Regions from separate parts of the Bos taurus genome. Here region 1 is linked to region 2. The links are chromatin contacts, called in public Hi-C maps. All regions are on one chromosome and are shown on one strand. Each heading gives the region's core, a stretch centred on a gene start, on an enhancer-like site or on the middle of the called end of the contact. The rest is flanking DNA. Distances are from core to core; before and after follow the strand shown.

Region 1 (2,709 bases), core at 91-2,590, 43 kb before region 2:
CGTTCCTCTGGCATTCTGAAAGGATCTTCAGGTGCTGGGGAAGAAACGGAATGGTGCAAGGTCAGAGCGATGGCAGAACAGAGACATCAGGAGGGAAACCTTGTTCAGAGTCACTAACGTTTTTTTAAAGCAGTTTTTTTTTTTTTTTAAACAAAACCCTTCCATTTCAAAAATTTTACAGATACATATATTTCTTAAAACTGAAAACCCCGTTTGTTCTTAAGAAAAATGCTCACTTTATCTTTTAACTGCCTCATTACAGCTTTCTTCCCCCCCTCCCCATCTGTGTTTATTTTAAATCATTTCAGGAAACTTCATCTTAAAGACTATTTTAGCTGTAATCAAGTGGCGATGATAGCTCTGTGGGCATAAAGACCCAGCTGCAAAACACCCATCCATGCTAAAACCCCCAAGGAAGTTTCACAGGGGCGCGGTCACGGGGTGGATGACGCTCCGGTTAATTCCTTCTGCCCGAAATTCTAAAGGTGTGGCCACAAACCTGTCTGCATCACGTCCGGGCTTCTGCGGTCCCCCAGCACACAGCCCCGGGCTTCTGCGGGCCACCAGCACACAGCCCCGGGCTTCTGCGGGCCACCAGCACACAGCCCCGGGCGTCAGGGCCAGGCCAGCCCGGGCAGCCCCCTCATCTAGGCGGGGGGCGCCCCCCACGCTCCCCCAGCTTCCCAGCCAGCGCCCTGCCCCAGATCCCGCCTGGCTTTAGGAGCGCGGAGCCCAGAGCTGCCCCCCCCGCCCCCCCGCCGTCTGCGGGCGGAGCCACCCAACGCTAGCCCCCCATCACTCTTCCTAAACAAACCCCTGCGGCTGGGAGAAGGGTTCCCAGGAGGCCGGCTCCCGCTGCCCCGGCTGCCAGGGCACCAGCTCCGCGCGCCCAGATCCCCACCCCCGGACACGCACGAGCGCGGGTCCCCCAGAAAAGTCAGCCAGGCTCCCCCAAAAAACTTTGCCGCCTGCCCGCGTCCGCCGGCGCCGGGAGCGCAACCCCGCCGGCAGGGCTGCCCGCGGGGGACGGACACGCGGACACGGAGTTGACGGCGGCGACAAGTTGGTTCGGGGCCGCCGCCAGGGAGCGGGGCGCACGCGCCGGGCACACGCAGACACGCGCGCGCTCGTGCACACGCGCACAGGGGCGCGGGAGCCCACGCCGAGCGCGGGGACGCGGGGACCGCGGGACGCGGGGCGGCCGCACCCGGGGGACAGGGACGGCTCGGGGCGGGGACGCAGGCAGTTACCGGGCCACGAGCGCCGAGTCCTCGTCTGCGGTCGGGACCGAGAGCTGCGCGCCGCCGCTCCGGAGACAGGGCGCGGCGTCCGCGCCGCCACTTATCCCGGCTCCCTCCCGGCGGGGGCGGCCGGGGGTGGGCCGCGGGGGGCGGCGCCGGGCCCACGTGTGCGGCCGGCTGCCCGGCCGGCCCGCCGTGCGCTCCTCCCCGCCGGCCGCGCCCCCGGGGTGGCGCCCGGGGGACTGGCGCGCCCCGAACGAACCGGGCTGCGGGAGGACACGCCACACCCACGCGCGCACACACCTCGCGCGCACACCCGCGGCACAGACACGCATGCAGGAGCGACACAGGCGCCCGGGCGTCCCCCCTCCAGAATCACACACGTGGACACCGCGCACACACTCAGTACACGCAGATATACACACCCAGATAACACGCAGAAAAAGGAACACAGAGAGGCACTCTGACACAGACACCCCCGCAGACAGACACACACCCTCAGTACACGCAGATGGACACACAAACCCACACAACATGCAGAAAAAGGAACAGAGAGGCGCTGGGACACAGACACACACACCCCACACAGTCAGACACAAATAATGGCTGGGGCGCGGTGGGGGGACGTGGCACCACTTCCAGGAGGTGGGGCCAGGCCGACAAGGGCAGGCCTGGCCCCAGAGACCCTCCCTGGGGGACACACAAAACCTCAGGGTCAGGTGCAGGCCAGGGACGGTCTGAACACCCTTGGGTGCAGCTGTCCACGGGGCGGGTGGGGGTGGGGTGGGGGCAGCTGGACCAGAGCCTAGATCCCCCTGGGCCCAGCACCAGCTCCGGCGCTCGCCCTGGGAGCCCTGGTCTCCTCACTGGCAGCCCAGGACAGGACCTCTGCCCCCAGGACGGACAGGTGTCCCCTGCTCACAGTGACCTCTCCCGCATCCCTCCCTCGGTCACAAACATGTTGACACCACAGCAGTGTTGAAAAGAGCCACTGTCCTCCAGAGTCACACGGCCCGTGTGTGGGGAGGCCCCGGCTGCTTAAGGCCTACGAGCTAACTTACACAACAGCTGGGATGTGAGCCCTGCCTGGTGGCAGGTCACAGGCCTCTGACGGAGCGGGGCTGGCCAAGCGACAGGCCCCAGGCAAGGCCAGTCCTGGAGGCGGCCATGTCCAAGCAGGAAGCCAGGGGCTGGCACATGGCTGGTACCTGGACTAGAATTCATTCCAGAGCCAGGCTGGGGTCCGAGGGACGTTGTGGGGGACCCGAAAGCATACCAAGCCCCCTTTAATATGAAGTCAAGTAAAAGTCGCTCAGCTGTGTCCGACTCTGACCCCATGGACTGTAGCCCACCAGACTCCTCTGCCCATGGAATTCTCCAGGCCAGAATACTAGAGTGGGTAGCCTTTCCCTTCTCCAGGGGATTTCCCAACCCAGGGATCAAACCAGGTCTCCTACATTGCAGGCAG
Region 2 (2,700 bases), core at 147-2,646:
GAGTTTCAGCGAGCTCCGGGAGACAGTGGAGGCTGGCGTGCTGCAGTCCATGGGGTCACAAGGAGTCGAACACGATGGAGCAACTGAACACCACCGCCGCCGCCGCCTCATGCGCGATGTTCCAGCAGGTTGATGACATTCTTTTTAGTGCATATTCACACAGCTCAGGGAACATGCAGGCCCCTGAAATGAGGCTCTCTCTGGGCAGGCCCTTCCCCAGACAACCTGCATCTGTGACCTGTCAGCCCCTGTCCGGCTGGCAGGGAGCCCCTGCTGCCCTTCCCCCGGATGCTGTGGGAGGCTCGAGCATGCCAGAGCAGGACACACGGGCTCCTGGAACTCGTGAGCGATGAGACACAGACATGGCCGAGAAGCGGGTACAGAGGGACAATGCGGAGTGCCCTGAAAGGTGCCTTGTCAGGGGACATGGATGCAGCTTAAAGAGGGGATCACAGCTGAGCTGGGACTTAGGGCACATGGAGGACTTGTTCACAGGGAGATGAGAAGACAAAGCGAAAAGTCTCCAGCCCGTTCCCCAAAAGGCAGCAGGAACACAGCCGTAATAGGCTCCCTGTGAAGCTGGGACAGGATGAGTTGGAAGGGACAGGAAGGGAAGTTAGACACACAGAGGGTTTCGAGATGTGAGTTAGAAACAGTCATCTGCACCCCCAGCAAGAGGCGCTCTAAAGACCAAAGAAGTGCAAGCAAATCTTAGAGTGTTTTTAACAATCAGTACAGTGATTACTGATGCTGTAATTCTGAAACACACACACACAGTAAATAAGAAGTAGGCAACACGTATCACTAGGAACCGAGCTTTTTGCTGTTATTGCTGAAAAAATATAAAATCTAACAACTTAAGGAAAAACTCTGTAAGACTTCAACTGAACGAAAAATACCAGCTTGTGGTTTTTAAGTGCCTTTCCTGCTAAGAGGCTATCAAGGGTCCATGGAATACAGGTAATTCCAGATATGGGGCAGGAAACACAGAAGATAAGCCTGAAACACCTGTCTTTCCCAGGGTCACGTCAAAAGGACTCAAGAGGAAACTGAAAGGGGTCAAACGAGCCAAAAATTAGGCGATTTGATCATCAGAGAGAGTAACTTCGGGGAATTGGAGCTCATCACCCACAGGTTCAAAGTGAAACTAAAATTAAAAATCTTTGTCATCTCTGGAGGATGTTTAGAAACTAATTATTATTCTGAAAACTGGTAAATATGAAGGAAAAAATCAGACATCTAAGGCACTCTGCCCTAGAATAATCATAAATCAAAGAAAGAAAAATCTTCTTTTGGGAAAAAAAAAATCCAGCAAATAACAAGAAGGACAGAATCAGAGCTTTGCCGTTTTGCCTGCTTGTCACACGATGGATCTGGGCAGAGGTCATCGCTGCTCCTGAACCCAGAAGGCCACAGGCCAGCGGTGGACAGAACGGGCCAGACTGACCATCCGAGTCCTCTTGGCCAAAACACCGGCTGACCAGACATGAAGGTGATGAAGGAACGTGGTGGACTCAGCAAAGCACACGGTGCGGGAAGCTGCAGGACAAGAGAGCTGACTTCTCACTGAGTAAACTCCAGGAAAAAGATGAAAAAGGCAGAGGGAGAGTCCATACACTAAGATTTAAGGACCTGTCAACCAAGTGCAGAGTGGGGATCTGGACCCTGAGGCACATGGATTAGCCGTGAAAAGCACGTACGAGTCAATGAGGGGGAAGGTGATGATGCTGATGGATTCAATGACTGACGCTCGAGACTCACTTTAAAAAGATTACTGCACCACCTCACATGGTCAGAATGGCCACCACTAAAAAGTCTCCAAGTGTCAGACGCTGGAGAGGGTGTGCAGAAAGGGGGAACCCTCCTACACTGCTGGTGGGAATGTAAATTGGTGCAGCCACTATGGAGAACAGTGTGGTTCCCCAAAAACTAAAAATAGAGCCGCCATGTGACCGAGCAACCTCACGCCTGGGCATCTATCCCGAGAAAAACATGGTCCAACAAGATACACATAGCCAGTGTCCATTACAGCCCCAGTTACAATATCCAAGACGTGGAAGCAGCCTAAGCGGCCCTCAACAGAGCGACGGATAAAGATACGATGCCTCTACACAACGGAATACTACTCAGCCATGGAAAGGAGCTCAGTAATGCCACCACAGCAACGTGGACGGACCTGCAGATGATTATACTAAGCAGGACAGAGAAAGGCAAACCCCACGCGATGTCGCTCGCATGTGGACCCTAAAATATGGCACAAACGAACCTAACAACAAAAGAGACACAGATCAGACTGCAGGTGCCCCGGGCGGAGGGGAGGGTGGGAACGTGGGATGAGCAGGTGCAAAGCACCACATACCGGACGGGAGACGCAAGGACCTACCGCACAGCACAGGGAGCCACGTCCAATCCCTGGATAAACCGCAACGGAAATGAATACTCTAAAGAAGGCATACACGTGTATAGCTGAGTCACCTCGCTGCACAGCAGAGATTGGAACCGCATTGTAATTCGACTATCCTTCAATTAAAGTAATAAAATTAAAGTTATTACTGCAAAATGGAGGAGGAACAGGTAAAACAAAATAGACCATTAATTAATAATTCATGAAGCCAGTCATTATTTATTCTCTGTTCTTTTATGTATGTTCAAAATCTCCCCAAATAGAAGTTTCTAAAACGTTTGAAGGTGTTCTAGTCT

What was found. Hi-C and Micro-C count contacts between places; a contact is called where the count stands out from the background.
Region 1: a Hi-C map of skeletal muscle shows a contact between it and region 2, with 6 times the contacts expected there. The contact joins the promoter of MGLL here to the enhancer-like site in region 2. A contact is called at or near these places in 2 of 11 Hi-C or Micro-C datasets (liver and skeletal muscle).

The regions. Positions count from the first base shown.
Region 1 is chr22:59,735,768-59,738,476 of ARS-UCD2.0, reverse strand. It overlaps MGLL (monoglyceride lipase), which reads right to left and starts at 1,340. Exons shown (of 8, transcript NM_001206681.1): 1 at 1,251-1,340; 2 at 1-34. The coding sequence starts at 14.
Region 2 is chr22:59,692,492-59,695,191 of ARS-UCD2.0, reverse strand. No RefSeq gene overlaps it. Among named protein-coding and RNA genes, the nearest start is that of MGLL, 43 kb to the left of the region's middle. Within about 2 kb of position 1,396, at least 2 of the 102 cell types and tissues checked have an H3K27ac peak or open chromatin away from gene starts, as enhancers often do. A contact at or near this core is called in liver and skeletal muscle, where this site is marked.